3 separate regions of the Muntiacus reevesi genome follow, and regions 1 and 3 are each linked to region 2. A link is a contact called in public Hi-C data. All regions are on one chromosome and are shown on one strand. Each heading gives the region's core, a stretch centred on a gene start, on an enhancer-like site or on the middle of the called end of the contact. The rest is flanking DNA. Distances are from core to core; before and after follow the strand shown. Region 1 holds the start of HERC4 (HECT and RLD domain containing E3 ubiquitin protein ligase 4). Region 2 holds the start of CCAR1 (cell division cycle and apoptosis regulator 1). Region 3 holds the start of PBLD (phenazine biosynthesis like protein domain containing).

Region 1 (3,566 bases), core at 495-2,994, 470 kb after region 2:
TCCTAACTATCCCTCCCCCGTCCATACATTCCTTTTCTAAGTCTGTGACCAGACAAAACTTTTAAGAAGCTCCTGGTGTCCTCATCTCCTGGAGCTCCTGGAAATCAGTTTTCACTCATTAGGAATACTCACTGGAATGTTTAAAAGGTAAAAAAAGGTTTAAAAGGTTAAAAAAAAAAACACTCATCACATTAACACTCATATTTAGTGTCTATTTGTTGCAGCATCTATTACATACCTTGAAGACTCAAATCCCACAACTTCCCCTTTAATGATACATTCCGAGGCATAAAGTCCTGAAGGTTAAAAGACAACAGAAGCCCTACAAGGGCAATGAAGCTATCAGAATAAGAATTAAGTATGTTTCATGAGCATCATCACCACTCCCAACATTGAAATTATGCTTTCTTTGTTTAAGTACCTTGTAATTTTTACTCTTATTTCTGTAATATACAGAAATAAGGTTCTGGGTTGAATTGGGTTGCCCAGAGACAATTGAAGTCCTCACTTCCAGTACCTGAGGATGTGACCTTATTTGGAAATAGGGTCACTGCAGATGCAATGCAGTTAAAAAAGAGGTCACAATCGATTAGGTGGGAGTGGACTGGTGTCTTTATAAGAGGGAAGGACACAGAGGCACAGAGAAGAAAATCATGTGGAGATGGAGGCAGGAATTAGAGTGTTACCTCTACAAGCTAAAGAATGCCAAGAACTGTCAGCAACCATCACAATCTAGGAGATAAGTATGGAGAAAATTCTCTGAGATCCCCGGAGACAGCCAGTCCTGCTGCCACTTTGATTTCAGACTTCTGGCTTCCACAACTGTGAGACAATACATTTGTTGTTTTAAGCAAGCAGAAATCCAGTTTGTGGTGTTGTGTTATGGCATCCCTAAGGAACTAATATACATACGTAGTCTAGCACAGACACTTTCCAATCTGAGATATATTTTTTCAATGATAAAAGAAATAATGGCTTACTGTGGAATTTTTTTCTAGGTTCTCAACATTCTGAAGTTAAGGTACTAGAAAAGTGTGACAAAGTTTCAAGAGTGCCTTGTTTTAAGTTTCCCCTCTTGACTGGTCTAGGAAATGCAGTTTGTTTATGTGAGGCTGGAACTCCAGTCACACATATTGCTTAATTTTCTCTGAATGAAAGAGGCCCTGCATAATATGTTTATCTTCAAGAAAGAGTGCAGAAAGTGATGGCAGCCAACACTTTATCGGGAGCATGAACTTGTGTTGATATTTAACGCCAGGAGGCTCCATCATTGCTGTGAATACATCTGGCGTGCTCAGATTAGCTCCATGTGAGGCTAAGGGTCAAATAAGACTTCACCAGCCTTTATTTACATGTTGGTGATGTTTTTTTCTGCGACTTCAAATTCACCTTGGATAAAGGGGGAATAAAATAATAGACTGGAACCAATAGGGAAAAAGACAACCTAGCCAAAAACCGAAGAGATTTCTTCACTAAAAGGTCCTTGTGCACGCTGAAACGCTGTTACAAGACACATCAAACGCCTCCGCTCGTCGTGCGAACCCTAACTTCAGCATTTGGCTTTTTCCTCTAAAGGCAGCGCAAAACAGCACACTACGCAGGCGCCTGGGTCTGTGTACCCTGGGAGGATTCCGGCGCAGGCGCGCGGGCCGGGAAGTGGGCGGGCTCGCGCGCGTGCTCTGCGACTCACTTCCGGCCAGCCCCTCCCCCTCCCCGCGTTACCACCTCCCCCTCTCCCTTCTCCTCCCCAGTCTCTCCCCCAGTTCTCCCCACCCCTAGTCCTCTCCGCTTCTCTCTCCGCCCGTCCTTCCCCTCCCGCTCCATCCGGGTAGCTGACGGCTGGCTCTGGACTGGACAGCAGTGGCGGCTGCTTTTCTCTGAGGAGCCTGGTAAAGTTTCATAGGAGCCGAAGAGAGGAGCACCTTCACCGACGCCGGAGGAGCGCTGGTGTTCGCCGCCACTGGCTGAAGGAGGAGGGTCCAGGAGCTGGAGACCTGCCTCAGCTGCCGCGCTGCCTCGCTCTCGGGGGAGGCGCCGCCCCCAGCCGCCCTGGGCTTCCCCTGCCTTGAGGGGCCCGGTGAGTCGTTGCCCGGGCGGGTTCGGGGGCGTGTGACGGCGTTAGGGAGGGGGCAGGCCAGGCTGGGCGGATACAGGCCAGCCTGGCGCTGGGTGCTTTCTCAGCGTTTCCTCGGGGTGGGGGGTGGGGGACGAGGGCAGTGCCGGGCCCCTTGGCCCGGGGGCTGGAATGTCGCACCTCCCTGGGGAAGGGCTTCCTTGGGACGAGGGCCGCCGAGGTGCGGAGCCTCGTCCACTGGCCTCTGCGGCTCCTGCGAGCGGGCGGCTGCAGTAGTTGACTGGTCTTGCCCGGGAGGTTGGGTGTGTGCAGATGATTTTTCTCCCGCGGTCCCCCTGAGCTGTTCTGAGTGTGTGTTCAGGGAATGATGGGAATAAAGTGCTTCTCTTTCCCCTACCTGTTGCTGACGAGAGGACGTCTTTCTCATTATTACTCCTCTGACTTTTTAAAGAAAAGGATGGATAAACCTCGTGCACTGAAATTAAGGGTGTTTTCCTGTCCTCTCCTTGAAAAAACAGAGCAAAACCCGATCAGACAATGCATAACTCACGGGAACTGTCGGGTTCAGATGCCCCAAAAGAATGAAATGAAACTTTTCTTGACGGGTGGGTCGTGGATGGAACGAGACAGCTTCAGCGTTTGTGCTAGCCTGAACGTAGGAAAGTTGGGTTTGGAAACTTCTTAGGTTCTGTATAAGGAATGTGGGTGACTACAACGGGAATAAGACGGGCTTCCTGTAATTGTTATTTAGTACGCGATGTATCTAAAAATCTGTGTAGGTTTAGATGAAGTGAGCTCTTTGTTACCGTGTCTATGTAAGCGAAGAAATATTCAGTCAGTGTACTGGAAAGTTCTACAGATTTCGCCATCAGACTATCAGTGTCCCAGTCCCCATTTCTGTTCTTGAAAAATCGACAGTGCCAATGTTATTTGCAGTTTTTTCTCCCATTTTCAAATAATTGTCTCAGACGTATAGATAGACGTAGATTGCCTTGGGAAAATATTTTTCAGTCAGGGTTACCACTCGTAATAGAAAATGTTGAATTTGGGGGGAGAAGTCTTGATCTTTAAACTGCATACTTTTGTATTATAATTAGGTACACTGGTTTAGTTTTTAAATTTAATTGTGAGGTCAGAGTGTTAATATTTTGATTTGTAAGGTATGATCTTTGGAGGTGGTTTTCTTAAGATCAGAGTTTAACTAGAGAACTATAATTTTCCCTTGGACCTCTTACTATGAATAGTTGAGAGAGTCTTTTTAAATTGTGGGAAACTCAAAGTTTCCATTATTGGCTTTTTCTAGTACAGATAAGAACTTCAGTTTTCTGTTAATGTGGAGGTAGGTATTATTAGACAGTCTAATTATTCACTTACTCTGTGACTTGAGGGAGATTGCAAGGGTTTATGTTTCTGTAGTCTTTTAAGTTTTTCACTGAGTATACATCTGATTTTGGGGGCAGCGGACAGATGTCTTGTATCTTACTCCCACTGA
Region 2 (3,246 bases), core at 401-2,900:
CCCATGAATTTTTAAAAGACGCTTCACAGATAATCTTAAAAGATACATCATTTTGCAAAGTTATATTCACAATATTATGCATAGATTAATGCACACAGTTAAAACATATGCCCAATCCGGCATCTATATAGCACATGTGTTCAGAGGAAGCCTGACCTGGCTGAGATACCGCAGTGGCTGTAAACTGAGTAGCCCAAGGCGGATTCTTCTGTCCTCCAAACTGAGCCATGACAAAAGGGGAGGGGGGGCCTTCGCCTGTTTGTCTTCTACAGCAGCGATCTATCAAGAAAGGATTCACAATTTAAAGTTCAACCAAACTACAACCATCACAAAAGTCTTATTTTAAAGAAATGTTTGATTTGTCAAGGACATCTTCGTAGACCAACTATAAATAACAAGGGGCACGTGAATGTCCAATATGCAGCAAAAACATTTTACGTCAAATAGTTCACAAAAGTAGCCAATTTCAATACATGACATTAGAGGTCGACTTACAAGAAACGCACTTCCTTCGACTACAAACTCACATTTAAACAGAAGACCGTCTGACGTTTTCTACCCAATTCTTTTTTTTTTTTTTTTACCCAATTCTTAACAATAAAAAATAGACAGCTTTACATTCAACAGAAAAACAGCCTGCTTGTTTCTTTTGGCAATGGGCTGGGGGCTAAAAGTGGAAAAATCAATAACGGAAATTGGGACGAGACACCGAAGAAAGGTATTCAAGAATATCATTTAAATAACGAACATCTCCTTACTTTCCAGACTAGGGAAGAAACTGGGGATTCCTTTTCTCTCCCCTTCCGCGAGGGAAAAGACAGTTGAAACAACGGATGCCCCTTAAGGAACCAACGCGAAGACCCCTCCCCCCAAAACCCAGCCAGAAGAGGCGAAGATCTCAGCCCGCGCACTCACTCCCTTCCCCCCACACCTCGGAGGAGCCAGGGCTGTGCCATCCATCTTCCTCCAGCCCCAGCTCCTCGCGGGCCGCAGACCAGGGGAGGGGGAATCCTCCGTCCCGGAGACTAGGCGAAATGCAAAGAATGGGATACCGAAAGCTCCGGTACCCTTAAGTCCCCAGCGGTGCGGAGAGGCCTCCATTCACCAAAACCCGTGCCACCATGCAAGGCTCCGACGTCCCGGACCGAAGCCAGGAGGCTAAAGCCTCACCGGCTGGAGAGCGAGGAACAGCAGCCCGCAGCCCCTTCGAGCCTGCCAGGCAGAGGCTGAAGCCAAGGGTTGCCGGGGACACCGGAGGGGCCGCCGAAAAAAAAAAACCCGAGGCGGTGGGGGAGGGGCCGGCCGCGCCGGGCCTGCTCCGACCCGCACAAAAGGGACTGTGTCCCTCCCGTCCCAGTCCCACGAGAGCCCCACCGTCGCCGGCCTACCGACGCCGTGCTACCAAAACGGCCGCTCCCGGCGCTTCGGCGGATCCGATAGGACGTCAGGAACCCCGGCTCGGCCGCTCGCCGCTCCAGCCGCGAGAACCAAACCTTCACCTGAATCCGGTCCCGGTTAACACCGAAGCCATTTCAAACCCATCAGGCGTAAGCGCATGCGTCAACCCCCCTCTTCCTCCGCGCCTCTGCCCCCTCCCCAATCTCTCCGAGGAACGGCGCATACGGCCTTACGTTCTACGTGCGCGCTCCCGAGGTAGCCGTCAATGCGCTCACCCCTTTCACTACGCAGCTGGAATGGGAGCTTGCCTCAGACGGGTTACCTTGCCCCTTGTATAACAATGAGCCAAGAGTCTGTATCTCTGCGCAAGCTCAAAGGAAAAGGCTTCGCTGAGTGTGGGAAGGAAAGTTTCGGGAGTCATGTGATCCGTGAGCCCGCCGCCATTTTGTGGGGGGGGTTCCTTTTTTTTTTTTGGTAGTTCAGGTACGTGGGAGAATGACTATATCCAGTGACATCTTCCTAACTTTTTGAAAAAATTGAGGTGAAATTCACTTAACACATAATTCCATCGTTTAAGTATTTTGTTGTACAATTCAGAGGCTTTTAGCAACTACATAAAGCTGTGCAACCACCATGCCTCCAACCCTTGAAAAGAACTCTTACCCGTTACGCAGCCCCTCCTTAATCCCCGCGCCCTCCATTCCAGGCAACTACTAATCAGCTTTCTTTCTATGGATTAGCATGTCCTAGACACTTTCTATTAATAGAATCATACTGGGACTTGACTGGTGGTTCTGTGGGTAACATTCTGAGCTACCCATGCTGGGGTCCCGGGGTTCGATCCCAGGTGAGAGAACTAAAGCGTACACGCCAGAAGTAAGACCCAGCACAATCAAATAAATATTAAAAAAAAAAAAAAAAGAATTATACAACATACAGGATTTTTGTGTGATTACTGTATGGTGTCCAAGGTTCCTCGTGTAGCGTGCCTTAGTACTTCATTTTATACCTAAAACGATTACTTTAAATGAATAATACCATATTTTGTTTATCCATTTGTCAGTTGATTTTTGGGGTTGCCTCCACTTTGGGGCTACTATGAATAATGCTGCTGTGAACATTCACATACGAGTGTTTGTTTAAACTCCTGTTTTCAATTCTCTTAGATTATACCTAATAGTGCGATTCTGGGTTATCTGGTAAATTCTATGCTTGTTGAGGAATTGCGAACTTGTTTTCACAGTGACTACACGAGTTTACAGTCCCACGATTAACAACATTAAGTATCCATTCTATGAACATGAAATATCTTTCCAATTATTTAGGTCTTCTTTCAGCATGTATTACAGATATCACAGTTCAATTTCTCACACTTTCCCCCCTCTTTTTTAACTGCACTCTACAGCTAGATGGAGCTTAGTCCCCCAACCAGAGATCAACCAGCGGTGGAGGCTTAAGAGTCCTAACCACTGGACCACCAAGAAATTCCCTTGCATCTCCTTGAGTAAATATAAAGATTCTTCACATTATTGTAAATGACCAAGTAAGGAGTGTGGTTTCATACTAAGTACAGGGGTAAGTCACTAGAATGTTTTAAGTTGGGGAAGGTCATGAACCAAGATCTGTGTTTTGTTGTTTGTTTTCTGTTTTCTGGCCGCGTTGTGCAGCTTATGGGATCTGTTCCCCCACCAGGGATCAAACCCATGAACCCTGATGTGGAAGTATGGAACCCTAAAACTGGACTGTCAAGGAATTACCCGCAAGATCTGTTATTATAAGACAACTGTTTTAAAGGATTATTCAGGTTGTTGTCTAAAAGAGCATCAATAAAGATGAAGGAGGGCATTC
Region 3 (3,405 bases), core at 159-2,658, 290 kb after region 2:
TAATGTATGATTTTAAGTGGATGACACTTATGGTATGGGAACTGTATGCCAAAGCTGTTAAGAAAAAGCAACTAAAAAAGGCAAAAGAGACAAAATTCCTTTATAACACAGAGGTATATATCATCTTCATAAATATAACACAAAATAAGTATTTGATGCAGTAGTAACTTTCTAAATGGTAGCCCAACTGCTGCTAAAAAATGAGAAGGAATTTCAAAATTTGGTCAAGAAATTATAAAAAACACGGAAATTTTACATCATTCTGCTTTCATTGTGCTTGCTCCTTAATTTTAAAAACAAGAGACACCACCACTACCTAAAGTGAAGCGAAACCTCTAAAATGATTGGGTTCTTTTCTAGAACGACCAGCCTCTGCAGTTCAGTCACTTGTTTAACCGAAACACCACCACCAGAAGAACAGTTATTAAACATATTAAGGCAATTAGGTGGATTTCCAGATTACCATGCAGATGAAAAAGGGGGCAAGAAAAAAAGTTTCTAGGGTAATTCAATCAGCGAAGCTGTTACATCACATACTATTGATAATTTATAGGAAACTGGGCTGTCTTTTCAAAGTCCATGAGAAGCACAGAAAGTCTTCAGCAATAGGAACTGTAGCTTTTTTTAACGCTGTAAAAATAGCCATGCCTATACCTTTTGTACGGCTTCAATGAAAATTACAGACACAATTCTTCAATGTTCTAAGGACTAAAACCATCGCAACATCACATGACTGAACTTGCTGTTTGTCTTTCTGTTGAGCAGGCTTATTTTCTTGGTCAAAATGTTACTACAGTCCTACATCAAATATAAAACAGGCTTAGCTACCAAAAGAAAATAAACCATAACGGTGTTTTTAAGTATTTTGTTTCCACGGCCTTACAATCTTTGCACAAAACACAACCCCTGGAGACTTAATAATTCCTATACACACAGTTTTGCCATCACTGGTGGTGTTTTAACAACTGTTTCCCCCAAGTAAAACTCCTACTTAATTCTAACCCAGTATTTGCCAAACTATACAAAACCACTACACCATCCCACCCCCGCTCAATGGTTCAGAAAGCCTATTTTCATAGTTCATCTATCTGAAATAAGTCCATTTCAAATTCCTATTTGAGAAATCACTCGCTTTTCTGCTTACAAAACAATTACCCAGTCTTTCAGTAAGTTTAGGATAAGGATGGGAAGGGGGGAAAAAAAAAACCCTTTGGAAAATGAGTACGTACTCTTTTCGAAGTTCCAAATGTGGAATATAAGGGCCGGCTAAGCGTCCTTTATTCCGCCCCGGAGACTTTTCGTTTATCTAGCTGCCCTAGAGACCGAAGAGCTAGGGAGAGTACGCCACTTCCTAGCCCGGCAGCCAAGCCTGGCTTAAAAACCTTCGCCACCGGGCGGCGGAATTACAAAGGAGGCCGTCTGCCTCCTTTGTCCTGGATTTAGGAGTTGAGCGCCTTCGTCGCCATTGGCTTTCCTCCCCCAGCTCCAGCCTCTCTCATCTTGGGAATCTGCGTCAGAAGTCACTCGCAGTCCCGCCGGCCCAGGTAGCCCAGCCGAGACTGCGGAGGACGGGAGGCCTCGGTAGGAGGCCAGGCCCATCCGGCGCCATTTCCATCGGGAGCGCGCTCGACAGGCCAGATCCTCCCCACACCCAAGTGCCCAGACTTCCCCTGCTCGCTTCCTTCCCACCCCCATCCCTTGCGCGAAGCTTTAACCAACCCCCAGCCTCCTAAGTCAGTTTTCGGAAGCTGAGGGGCAAAAAGCAGAAAGAGGAGAAGGGCGGGAAGCCGAGGGCGCCGCGCTGCCGTACCCAAAATGGCGGAGGCCAAGCCAGCAGGGAATGGAGGGGAAATGCTGGATGACCCCCACTTCGGGGCTCGGCTTCATCCACTGAACTCCACCTGAGTTAATCCTCCTTCCGACAGGCCGCCTTCCTGGAAGTGGGAGATCGCCTGGGAGGCGACCTCTACACTTCCCCCACTCTGCCGCCCCACCCCCTCCCAGTCGCTCTGCCGTCCTTCTCCCGACTCCGCTCTCGAAACTACCAGCCCAACCTACCCCCTTTTACTTCAGATACCCTGTCGGGCGACAGTAGCGCCGACTCCGGTGCCCGCGGGGTCTGGTCGTGAGGAAGCAGAAGTCGCCCGCCTCGGGTAGAGCCCCCACAACGGTTCTTCCAACCGTCTCTAGCGGGGGCAACCGCTAAGGAAGCTGCGCAGCAGAGCTACTGGCTTGGGGGGATGGGAGAGAGCGAGCGAGGAGAAGTGGGTGGAGCGAGAGCAAGGGAGACCGGCCGGCCCCGCTCTCGCGAGACAAAACAGTTGCTCTCGCGAGACAGGAGAGTCGGTTTCGCCTTGGCGCCGGCGGGAGAAGTGCGCTTGCGCGTTGGTCGGCTGACTAGTTGGGCAAGAGGTGGAGAGAAGACGGTGTTGGTCAAATTAGAGAAAGAGGCCGCGAACTCCACCTTTCTGGCTTACTATAAGGCCATCAAATTCTCGGAACAAACCCTTCTGCTCTCTCTCGAGGAGGATATCCGTGCGTATTGCAGGAACCCGTGGTGTCCCGGTGTGGAAAAGTTCTCTGATGCTCTGCCGCATCACGAACGAGTTCCTGATGCGGCAGAGCATCAGAGAACAAGTTCTGTAGAGGCCCCGCCCTTACCCAGCGTCACCTGCGTGGAAGGGGCCCCACGTGGTTCGGCTGCCAAAAGTGGGGAGGGCTCTTCTTGTCCACCATGTTTGTGTTATGCAGTGAAAAGAGTAGGGCTTCTCGGCTGGAAAGATGCGAAAGTGACCACCAGGCCCTGACTTGGGCTGGGCCTCTTCCCCTGGTCTTGGCGTTGACGGCGCAGCCGCCCTAAAGTGTTCCTCTTTAGGGGCGGGCTGTGTTAGTTATTGAAGTTTCCAGGCAAATCTCTCCTCGCTTCCTCCTCTCCTTTGCATTTTCTCTTGGTTTTAATCTCTCCCACTTTGTAATTTCAGCTACCCATCTACCGCTTGCGTCGCCCGACTTTGAGTTGTTTTCCGAATACTGCTTTGCATTCTTGAAAAATGCGTGTACAAGTGACAACTAGTAAATAATTTTTGGTTGTGCTGGGTCTCATACCACTAAGGTTCCTAGTGACAGCTTTTGGGGTTAAAAAAAAAAAGCCGAATTTCTGTAAGAAGAGTGGAGGGCAGTCCTAGTACCGAGATCAGCGCAAGTTAAAGAGTAAACGAGATCAGTGAAAGTTAACTTGCAAACAAGGAACGTATATCAAATGCGGGGGAGAGACGGAAATGAGTGTGAGTGCGCAGATGTTCCTGCAGGTTGGGAATGTGGACAAAACTAGGTTTTAGGCCTTAAATATCCAGTCAGAGACTTTGTACAGACACTGCAAGCCCGTCGAGGGTGGGGTCGATGGGC

What was found. Hi-C and Micro-C count contacts between places; a contact is called where the count stands out from the background.
Region 1: a Hi-C map of muscle shows a contact between it and region 2, with 3 times the contacts expected there. The contact joins the promoter of HERC4 here to the promoter of CCAR1 in region 2. A contact is called at or near these places in 2 of 3 Hi-C or Micro-C datasets (blood and muscle).
Region 3: a Hi-C map of blood shows a contact between it and region 2, with 2.9 times the contacts expected there. The contact joins the promoter of PBLD here to the promoter of CCAR1 in region 2. A contact is called at or near these places in 2 of 3 Hi-C or Micro-C datasets (blood and muscle).

What each region holds. Positions count from the first base shown.
Region 1 is chr2:103,822,314-103,825,879 of mMunRee1.1, reverse strand. It overlaps HERC4 (HECT and RLD domain containing E3 ubiquitin protein ligase 4), which reads left to right and starts at 1,744. Exons shown (of 24, transcript XM_065922430.1): 1 at 1,744-2,077.
Region 2 is chr2:104,290,334-104,293,579 of mMunRee1.1, reverse strand. CCAR1 (cell division cycle and apoptosis regulator 1) reads right to left here and starts at 1,650. Exons shown (of 25, transcript XM_065922470.1): 1 at 1,632-1,650; 2 at 157-279. The coding sequence starts at 229.
Region 3 is chr2:103,999,343-104,002,747 of mMunRee1.1, reverse strand. PBLD (phenazine biosynthesis like protein domain containing) reads left to right here and starts at 1,408. Exons shown (of 10, transcript XM_065922443.1): 1 at 1,408-1,544. HNRNPH3 (heterogeneous nuclear ribonucleoprotein H3) reads right to left here and starts at 2,219. Exons shown (of 10, transcript XM_065922438.1): 1 at 2,078-2,219.